Linked DNA regions of Mus musculus: regions 1 and 2 are each linked to region 3. A link is a contact called in public promoter capture Hi-C data. All regions are on one chromosome and are shown on one strand. The core of a region is the stretch at or near the end of the contact, and the rest is flanking DNA. Distances in the headings are between cores, read along the strand shown.

Region 1 (3,283 bases), core at 739-3,238, 200 kb after region 3:
AACACACACACACACACACACACACACACACACACAGAGAGAGAGAGAGAGAGAGAGAGAGAGGGAGAGAGAGAGAGAGAGAGAACTCTGTGGGGTTCCATTCTCAGTTTGGAGATGTGGCAATTCTCAGCTCATTTTATAATGCCCCAAAACATCCTCTCAGACCCCTGTGTCTCCAACGTAATGAAGATAAGTAGATGAAGAATGAAACAGTCGTTGTTCAATGTACAGAAATGGCAGAATGGCATAGAACAGAAAGTGCTGGTACTAAAGTCAAGAGTCAATTCAAAGGCAAAAGACTGGAGAGATCCAAAACAAGCTTATAGCATTAGAATTTCTAGAGTTGATGACCTATAATTTACATTTCAATGAAGCCCCCAGGTAACTCTTGGGAAACTAGAACTATGTTTAAAAATTATAGCTCCAGAAAACCTGAATGGGAATTTGGCAGCTGGAACTAGAAGTTTTGGGCTGAAATTATACAATATTCAGTTAGATAATCTTGAAGAAATCTTATGAGTGAGGGTGGGGGTAGGGTGAGGGCTGGACACTTAGTTCTAGAGACTATTACCTGTGTTGCTATGGTGAAGGGAGAAGGCATGAAGAAGATGGTTGAGTCCAACGCAACAGGAGTCCTCAGCCTGTTGGTATAAATTATAAAGGAATATCCATGAGGTGATGTGGATGCTACAAGAGAGCTGTATGTAATTCTAGAGTTGGAGCACTGAGGAAGCAGCAGCTCTGAGAGTGGATCCTGGAAAGCCCGTAGGTAGGGCGCCATTTGGCACAGGCCCTGAAGCAGGGATAAGCATTCATGTAGAGGGTAATAGGGAGAAAGACACTGCAAGAGGAGAAAATGACCTAAGCACATAGAAAGGCACAAAAATTATCCTGTTCAGGAAGTGCGCTAGCCACTGTCCTGCAGCCCAAATGGGAGGCAAGAATACAGATGGCAAGGCTGATGCCAGGAGACGAGCACTCACGGGATGGCCCCTGGTGTTTCCAACCAGGGAGCTGATGTCATTGTGATTGCACTGTGTGGAAATGGTTTAGTGACAGTCTCCTGAGAGATTTGGAGGGGAGAGTCTAAAAGCGTGCCTGTCAACTCAGAGGCTATCACAATGCAAAATAAATATACATATGCATCCATATATAGTCTAATTGTTAGATTATAGTTGAGAATCAAAGCTTTGAAAACAACATGTCACTCATGAGAACAGGGCTCCTATAATAGAAATTAAATCAGGTTGGCTGCATTTCCTGGTAGCCAAAGCAAAAAGAGAAACTGGGTAAGTTATAAAAAACCAGAGTTCATCAGTAGCCTGTGTTGCCCAGCACTAGAGTCTAAGAAAAATTTCTTAGGATCTTCCACCAACCTCAAATGTTGCCTCCAGATCAAGGGTTCCACACTTGTGTCTTCCCCCCTGCCCTCCTGTGCCAAGACTCATCTTTACTTCCCGATTATCAGATGGCTCTCCCTTGCATGCCCCATAGACATTTCAGACCCACATGGCCAAGTATCGTGCTGTTAGATCTCAGAGTCTGGTTGCCATCTGTCCTCGACATCTTGATAAATGCCTATTTATCATGCTACCCATTACTCTGGCTGCAAGGCAAGGGGTCTACCTCCAGCCCCTTCTCCAACTGAGATCTCAAGACCATTCACCTGGCTGTTTCGTGTCTACCACGTGGTCCTGCCCGTCACCATCTGACACCTTACTTCTGTAGCTTGTTCTCCGGCCAGGATCGCTTCTGCTCCCATCTCCCTCTTTGTTTTCCACACTGGGATCATCGTGATTCTTTAAAGAAAACGAATCAGGCTGCATCATCCCGTTCCCTGCTTTATCAATGGCTTCCTGTCACCCAGAATAGAATTTAAACCCTTTGCCATACTCCCTAAGTTCTAACACCGTTGGGCAGGAAGCTGGAGGCAGGAGCTTTTCAGACCTGCCCCTTCAACGTCTAAGCTCCTTCCAGGCCTCTGTACTCTGCCTTCTCCGCCTGAAGCCTCCAGATCTCTGTCGGCTGGCTCCTGCCTGTGTTTTAGGCATCTGTTTCTTAGCTCATTATTTCTAAAGTGGGCTCCACCCACTTCCCCACCACTCCCCCTCCCTTCCTATCCCGTTGCCTTGTATTGTTTTATAGCATTTGTCACCATCTGAACATCCTGTCCCCTTGTTTACTTCACTCTCTCCCATCCCTATGAGGAGGAAAACTCTGCAGAAGTCCCTGGTCTCTCTAAATTCTAGAACGTTGAAGGTTGCCTAGTGCATAGGGAGGTGACAATCCTAGTCTGCAAGCTGAACTATTAAGGCTCCAGATCAATAAACAAAAGCTCCTAGAATCCTAAAATGATAGCAGATACCCCAGGACAATGGCTGCAGTACAGAATGTTAGGAGCCTTGACAATATCTGGTCCCCCACATGTTCAAGATGATTTTCTAGAGAGGGATCTCAGTCAGGACATCTTTGGCTGCCCAGGAGTAAGAACCATGTTAAAATAAACCAGGCACTGTGGTGAGCACTTAGAATCCTGGTGCCAGCGTGGCAAAGCCAGGCCCATTCTTGGGATTCAACAGCCAACCCAGCCAACCCAGCACACCTCAGGCCAGCGACAGATCTGGTCTCAAAAGACAAGGTGGAAAGCAACTCAAGAACGTCACCAGAAATTGGCCTCTTGTCTCAGCACACACGCACACATCCCCACTCACATATATACCTGTGCACACAGACACAGACGCACACTCGCACAAGACCTTCTAAGCTGTGAGAGAGGTTCATTCGATGAATGAATAGCAGTATCTGGAACTAGGACCCAGGCTTAGTACCACTGCTGGATATTTTGTGATAGGAGGGGTATTAGGTGAAGAAATTCCTCTGCCAGGACACACCTCAGTTTAATTTTGACTCCTGGTATAGCCATTGCACCCTCTTTCAGAAGTGCCCAGGACTAAGTAGCCAGTGGTGACTATCACAATCTCTGTAGCTGTGAAAGAAGCCACTTTGGCCATCCCATCTACCAAAAAGCTGAGCTAGAGAATGCAGCTCTCTTGTCTGGGCCCCATTCAACGTTCTGTTCCTTCTCATTGCTTTATAAGTGTTTCTAGGATACTCCTGCTGTTTAACTACTCAAGTCAGTAAAGCCACATTATGACCACGCAAAGTGGTTTCATGGGTACCATTTGCAATGTAACCCTTTGACTTTTACCTTTGTAGGATCCAGGCTAAAATCCCCGGCGCCAAGAGGCACGCTGAGTAGATGGTCACCCCAGGAGAAGCCGGA
Region 2 (3,614 bases), core at 1,009-3,508, 140 kb after region 3:
TATGTAAAGACTGTGGGACTTTTAAAGTTATTTAGATCTTGGGGATGAATAAGAATGTAAGGGTTGAGGCTTACTAGTGATGTGTTTGTGTGTCAAGTTGACAAGGGGTCAACTGTACTGGTTAGTTTTGTGTCAACTTGACACAGCTGGAGTTATCACAGAGAAAGGAGCTTCAGTTGAGGAAATGCCTCCATGAGATCCAACTGTAAGGCATTTTCTCAATTAGTGATCAAGGGGGAAAGGCCTCTTGTGGGTGGGACCATCTCTGGGCTGGTAATCTTGGGTTCTATAAGAGAGCAGGCTGAGCAAGCCAGGGGAGGCAAGCCAGTAAAGAACATCCCTCCATGGCCTCTGCATCAGCTCCTGCTTCCTGACCTGCTTGAGTTCCAGTCCTGGCTTCCTTGGTGATGAACAGCAGTATGGAAGTGTAAGCTGAATAAACCCTTTCCTCCCCAACTTGTTTCTTGGTCCTGAGGTTTGTGCAGGAATAGAAACCCTGACTAAGACACCTACAGTCTGAGGCTTTAAGTCACCTGTAACTCAGATAAAAATAAATTATGAAGGAAGTTATCTTGCTAAGAAAAAAATAAATCAAAGAAAATAAAATGAAACATGAAGAGAAGCAGTGGCTGAGTTTTGTCTTTAAAAACCAAAGAAACAAGAGCTGGAGGGGCCGGCTCACAGGGCAGTGAGCTGATACACAGGGGCTGCCATTTGGATCCCCAGCCCCCACCTACAATGTGGGTGTGGCTGCCTATGTTTTATCCCAACCTTCAGAAGGTGAAGCTATGGGATCCCAGAGCAAGATGGCTAGCCAGACTAACCAACCAGCCGCTCTGAGTTCAGCAAGAGACCCTGCCCTTAGATACAAGGTGCAAACCCAATGGAAGAAGACACACCCATATACACGTACACACACACTCACATGAGAGCATGCACACACACAGATGTACCCCACATCGAGACATCCACATGTAAAAACACTGAAGAAAGTCTAGAATGACCCAACAGATGCTAAAGGTCGTCTTCTGTTTGAGTAAGCCAGCGATTCTTCCCTTTCGTGAGTCTAAATATACTGATTTTGTAATAATGACCTAAGAGATAATACTATGCTAGGTGTTTACTATATACCATTCTGAATCTTGTTTGTCATGCAGTGATATATAGATAATATAATACCTCAGATTATTTTTAGATATTCCACAATTCTGTGAGTATCATAAACTTTAGAATCACCCAGTGATAAAGCAGAAAAGCCTCAATTGTGGCTCCTGGAAACACTATGAATCTAATGAAGCTAGACGCCAAAATTGATGTGCAAAGCCGGGGCCTAGAAAGAAAATGAACGGTGGTGAAAGGGCTTTGGTCTTTTAAACTTCATTGTACAGATGATTTACTGACAATGATGGGTCACTGACAGTCGCTCAGCTTAGCAGAGCTGAAATGCAAGATGCATTCAGCAGCAACCGAACTTCAGAGTCTGAACCGTGACCTTTCTATTGATTGCTTTGGAAGTATCGTCCAGGAGTGTGTGTGTTCACATCACTTCTACCCTCCCTCTCCATGCTGACTCCTCTAGTGCCCCCCCTCAAATTCATGCCTTAGTTTTACATTTTATATTAAAGTTATTAAACAAAATTAACAAATCTATAAACAGTCATGAACCTGATCATTTAATGAATACTAATAACAGCCATAAGTGAAAAACAGAAAGGCCATGATGATGATGGTGGTGGTGGTGGTGGCGGCAGCGGCAATGATAGTGATGGTGACTGTGGTGATGATGACGGTGATGATGATGGAGGGATGGAGGGAGGGAAGAAGAGAAGCAAAGAGAGAAGGAAGGGGGAAGGAGAGAGGGAGGGAGGGAAGGAAGGAAGAGGAAGGGAGGAATGAAGGCAGTCTTGCCTTGATTGTAACCATGTATTCTTCCTTTGGTGTGTGACCAGTCCTTTGCAAGGCAGATGTTTATTGTATATTTGGAGCCCTCAGAAATTCAGCCATCAAAAGTATTAGCAACTAATTCAAAACATAGTCCCAGATAATAAGGACTTCACAAAGACTAGCAAAACATGGGGATAGTTTTCCTAACAGTAGAAACAGAGAGCCCAAGAGGAAATTAGATAGGTAATCAGTCTTTTTAATGGCAGACAAAAGCCAAGAGCACTTTTAACAAGAGCGACTACCTGCAACTGAAGAGGTCAGGGAGTAAGAGAAGAGAGGAGCCTTTGGAGGGGCGGCCACAGCGCTGGGCACCTAGCCTGGCAGGAGCTGGGGCCAGCAAGCAGATCAGTAACAGCCTCACCTGGCAGGGGAACAAATAATGATTTCAGGAGTTGCAGTTAAAAATCTCGCTGTGACATCTACTCCCATGCCAGCCGTGTCTCAGGAAAGTGCCTTAGACTGGCCAGAAAGTGTAGCCTAATAAACATCTCTCAAGTTTATATAATTAATTATATGTAAATTAAATATATATAGAAATATTCAAAAAAGAAAAAGAAGAAAAGGGAATCATAGTTCTGGATACTTAATAAACAACATTTGTGGGGACCTCATCTTTTCAAAACTGCAAAGTTTGCTTTTTCCTGTCAGTCAGACGGCGAATGTTCCATTTTCCTGTTCCTTATCTAAGGTTAAGTCTGAAATAGATTTTTTTAAAAAGCTGTGGCTGTTAATTTATAAAAATTAATGCCACCTTTGTACACATTTAAACAGATTAAAGTAATCTGTCAGTTGGAAGGAGAGAGAAGTGCCCATTAGCAATTTCCCATTGGAAGGCTGCAGGGCTAAGCTTGGAGGACATCACAGTGTAAACTGAGAGATGCCGGGAGATGTGGGCTCAAACTGGCCCGCTTATATTTCAACCAGTGTATCTCCTGAGTATTTTGAGTCACTTGATTTTCTGTATCTTCTACAGAAACAAGCTCTACCAGTCTTGGAACCAAGGCCTCATTGTCCTACTCCTCCCCCCCCCCCCATTGCCTGTACCCTTAAATGCTGATAACGAAACCCCATAAGGACTGATTCTGTTAGGTAAAAGGTACAGGGGGACTGCAGACTTTAACTACGGGGTCCTTGGGGAACTGAGACAGTATCCACTCTTCTTTCTCACATCTCAGCACATTTCCAGAACTTTTGTCCATTCTTATTTTGTTATTTTATGCATATGAGAGTTTTGCCTGCATTTATGTCTGTGTACCACATGCATGCACATGCAGTACTCAAAGGGGCCAGAAGAGGGCACTGGATCCCTGGAACTGGAGTTGCAGATGGTTGTGAGTGCTGGAACCTGGGTCCTCTGCAAGAGCAGCCAGTGCACTTACCCACCGAGCCCTGTTCAACCCCAACTGTATTTTCAGCACCAAGTATGAAACATATATGTTTTAAGGACTTCTGACTTTTGGGTTCTAGGAAAACATTGTTCCACAGAAACAAACTATTATGTTCCTCTCTCATGCAAATCAAATTCCTAAATCTTGAGGGACAGCAAACTATAAAGGAAACAAAAATCACGTAAGAAACCATGAGGGCCAGGCACTGCGATATGTGCCTGAAATCCGAGCACTTGAGAGAAAGACCCAGAACAAGGAGTCCAAAGCCTGCCTCAGTTACAT
Region 3 (3,499 bases), core at 949-3,448:
GAACACCTCACTAAGTCAATGAGGGTGACTCCACCATTGCATCTTCTCAGAGGACTTTAAAGTGGCCGGTGATGTGGGCGATTCTGGGCATAAGTATAAACAGAGAAGGAAATACATGGCCACCACTGCCTTCCCTTGCCTAGCTGTAGCTATGTTTAATTTTTCTAGAACTCCCTCCTATAGAATATGAATATGGCCCATAATACTTTCTCTGCCACTCCATTTCACTCCAAATGTTCATCACATATTAACCAGTAGATCCTGTCGTCCACTTCTGAAACAATCTATTCCATGTTGGTGTATGTGTGTGTGCTTGAAATTTTTTTGAAACTTGAAATGTTTCTTTCCCTGTAGATAACTTAGATAATTTCACACGTTGAGCCTGTAAGTGAAGATAATTGTGAAGGTTGCTCGACTGAAACACGATGCACACACTTTTAAAGAATCTGTTTCACTGTCTCTCTGTCTTGCTGTCTCTATCACATTGGGGATCGATCCCAGAGCCTCACACACCCTAGCTCAGTTCTATACTACTGAGACACAACACAAGCACACCACATGTGCTTTCAGAATAATTTATCAAAATGAAATTGTCTTTTTCCTATAACAAATAAAACAGAAATAGACTTAATTGGTTATTTTCTCTACATATTCTTAAATGAGAGTATTGATTGGTAGCTGATGAAATGGGTCATATCTATTTAATGATGAACATTAGAGTCATATCCCTTTATCTACTTAATCATAAGGATACAAAGGGGTTTGGAGTTAGTCAGGTTTTCCAGTGATTCTATTCTTTAGTGTTTTTCAGAGAAACAAATTATATGTTCTCTTTATCATAGTGCCTCAAATTCAGTATTCCTTAATAGCCATGTGCTTCCAGTGTTCTTGGCATATTAATAATGAAACTGTAAGAAAGTTCCTCCCTGGCATTCTTGATACATTATGGCATTCTAAACAAGGTGCCTATTATCTTATGTTAAAAAAAGCTATAATGATTCAGGATAACCAAGAATTTGTTATTACAGAGGGAGATAATTTTTATAGCTTTATTAGAATAACTGGTACACATTGAATTGCACACATACACATGACAACTTGATTTTTGTCCCATGCATACAACTGTGATGCCATTGTCACTATGAAGATAATGAACATATTTCATAGAAACCAATTTTTTCAAAGGTGTAGTGGTTTGTGTGTGTGTGTGTGTATTGGAGTTACAGGCAAGTGTGAGCTGTCAGGTCTGGTCCCCCGGAAAAGCAGCAATCACTCTTAAATACTAAGCTGTCTCTCTGGACTCAGGAATTAATTTTTAATACATCAATCTGTAAAATTTTGGTGACTGTAAGATTACACACATTTTCCTCCAATTTATTGCTATCTTTTGAGCATTGTTGTACTAGTAGAACAAAAGATTACAGTGAATAAAAAATTTTCTATTTTCATCATTTTTAGGAGTCCCAGATGTTGATGACTCTGGCCTTTGAATTTACAGATAGTTGTGATGCTCCTGGTATGCAAATGGTAGCTGAGAACCCTACACAACCACTCTGCATGCAAGGGCACAGTTGCCTTCCACTTTTTTTGAGTAGGACTAACCGATAACTGTACTCATCTACTCTGATGTTAGACTTGAGCCAAGACTTAAAGGAAAGGCACACACCATTTTACAGTTCAGGAACCGGTAAGACGGCTTGTTTGAAAAGATAGGTCTAAATAGGTCTAAATATGGGAATAGCACATGTAGGTGAGTCGCCTTTACTGTTCATTAAGTATCAGAGAGCACAGAAAAGGGGTGGGGAGGGGGAGCAAGAAGTTCCTGTGGATTTCCACTTCTCAAAACAGACTGCCCAACACGGCCTGTCATTTATATGGCACAGCCATTTGTTGTTGCTGTTGCTGTCGTCGTCGTTGTTGTTGTTTAATGCCTGGTAGCATCCTGTTTGCTTTCAATGCTACTTGGGACAGGTCTGGAAAGCATTTTTGTGGAGTTCCATCTGAGGGCCCATTCCTATACTGTTTTGTTATTGTTTTTGTTTGTTTGTTTGGGCCGGTTCTGGAAACTTCAGGATGAAGGATTTAACCTCCAGGTTGCAGATCACCAGGTCAAGGCTCAGGCCAGTGTCCTTTATGCAGCTAACCCTCAGAACGGTTGTTCTGAGATTCGCTTTCTATCCTAGAGTCCTAGGACTCCAGTCTGGTTTTAACTTCTTGTCTAGTCAAGCTGCAGCCAGTACCTGCTGGTCCTCTCTGTGTATTCTTCCCCAGATAAAGGGTAAAACAAGTGGGTTTGGCACATCCCCTAATCAGAGGCTGCCATTAACAGGCCCGGGGCTGACGTGCATTAGGGAGGACTCGGACCAAGCAGGCCATTTTCACCTGCGTAATAACAGGCTTGGGAGTAGCGAAGCAGCGCAGGCACAGCAAGCTGCCTCTGGAGCAGGGGAGGAGCGCGGGCGGCAGCCGCCCCGGGGCCCCGGAGGAAGAGGAGGGGGAGAAGGAGGAGCCGAAGCGCCCAGAACAGCAGCCGCGGCTCGGCCCGAGTTGCAGCAAAAGCAGCGACGGTGGCGCGGAGACTCTGCAGCCTTCTGGAGTCCGGAGTCCCGGTAGGGACAGCAGCAGGGAGCGTCCGCGTCCCTAGCCAGCGCACCCCGGCCTTGCCAAGCCACAGTAGCCCAGCCTGGGGCACAGCCAGCCATGGCCGCACCGCCGGATCTGCAAGATGAGCCGCTGTCTCTGGGTAGCCCCGGGTCCCAGTGGTTCGGGGGCCGGGGGGATGGGGAAGACGAAGCGACGGCGGTGATGGGGGCCAGGCCAGCGCAGCAGGATGGGGAGCCCGCCTGGGGGTCGGGCGCTGGAGCTGGGGTAACGTCGTCGCGGGAACTGTGCTCCGGCCCCGCCCGGTCGCCTCCCGTCGCCATGGAAACTGCATCCACAGGTAAGCCGGCCCGCACCGCGACCCCGCAAATGGAGGCCGGGACCGTGTTTCTTGTGGGTCCCCTAGTCCACAGCTTTTCTCTGCGTCTTCCTGGCCTGTCTACCTGGAGGTAGGGGTTCGCTCCTGGCGACTGTAAATATTAGCGGACTGGTGGAAAACAGCAGGGTGCTGCCAGCGGCTAGGAGGAAGAAGGCTGTTGGTCCAGTAATTTCATTTTTACTCTTTTTTCAGCCTTAGACATTGTCCTCGTTGGCAAGCCTGGCTTCTGTTGCGCCCCGGAACAAGTTTTCTCTTCTTGTCAGGGGTCTCAGGGCAGCAGGGCGGGGAGTGACAGGTTGTGATGTTTTTCTGGGGCGTGTTTGCGCTCAGCGAGCTCCACAGCAGAGATAGACGACTGCCTATCAGCGGGCGGGCCCACCGCCTCAGGACCCTCCCGCTGGGTTTAGGGCACCGGAGTACCGCAGAGACTTTATTTTCCCTTTCTCTTCCCTCAAGGAATCACCACACCCTACTCCTTTCCAGTTTTCCTCCAGCTCAGCTCTTTCTCCCGCGCAGAAA

The links. Promoter capture Hi-C pulls out the DNA fragments that hold promoters and counts their contacts.
Region 1: a contact with region 3 is called in a promoter capture Hi-C map of hippocampal neurons, with 2.9 times the contacts expected there. The contact joins the enhancer-like site here to the promoter of Rtn1 in region 3. A contact is called at or near these places in 7 of 39 promoter capture datasets (the 3T3-L1 cell line, the C10 cell line, HPC-7-derived erythroid cells and 4 more), 1 of 15 datasets of contacts at CTCF or cohesin (the NIH/3T3 cell line), 2 of 484 Hi-C or Micro-C datasets (cerebral cortex and frontal cortex) and 8 of 115 datasets of contacts at active chromatin or transcription factors (craniofacial prominence, embryonic basal ganglia, embryonic forebrain and 5 more).
Region 2: a promoter capture Hi-C map of liver shows a contact between it and region 3, with 4 times the contacts expected there. The contact joins the enhancer-like site here to the promoter of Rtn1 in region 3. A contact is called at or near these places in 7 of 39 promoter capture datasets (embryonic stem cells, frontonasal cranial neural crest, liver and 2 more), 1 of 15 datasets of contacts at CTCF or cohesin (pro-B cells), 25 of 484 Hi-C or Micro-C datasets (the AtT-20 cell line, cumulus cells, embryonic stem cells and 4 more) and 4 of 115 datasets of contacts at active chromatin or transcription factors (embryonic hindbrain, embryonic stem cells and stem cell-derived neural progenitor cells).

What each region holds. Positions count from the first base shown.
Region 1 is chr12:72,212,511-72,215,793 of GRCm38.p6, reverse strand. It overlaps Rtn1 (reticulon 1), which reads left to right. Exons shown (of 9, transcript NM_153457.7): 9 at 3,217-3,283. The coding sequence ends at 3,259. Among named protein-coding and RNA genes, the nearest start is that of Ccdc175, 29 kb to the right of the region's middle. Within about 2 kb of position 1,988, at least 9 of the 459 cell types and tissues checked have an H3K27ac peak or open chromatin away from gene starts, as enhancers often do. A contact at or near this core is called in cerebral cortex and hippocampal neurons, where this site is marked.
Region 2 is chr12:72,267,430-72,271,043 of GRCm38.p6, reverse strand. The region is part of intron 3 of Rtn1 (reticulon 1); the gene reads left to right. Gm52013 (a long non-coding RNA gene) reads right to left here. Exons shown (of 3, transcript XR_003950281.1): 3 at 1-3,614. Among named protein-coding and RNA genes, the nearest start is that of Gm52013, 9.2 kb to the right of the region's middle. Within about 2 kb of position 2,258, at least 1 of the 459 cell types and tissues checked has an H3K27ac peak or open chromatin away from gene starts, as enhancers often do. A contact at or near this core is called in liver, where this site is marked.
Region 3 is chr12:72,407,753-72,411,251 of GRCm38.p6, reverse strand. It overlaps Rtn1 (reticulon 1), which reads left to right and starts at 2,198. Exons shown (of 9, transcript NM_153457.7): 1 at 2,198-2,941. The coding sequence starts at 2,701.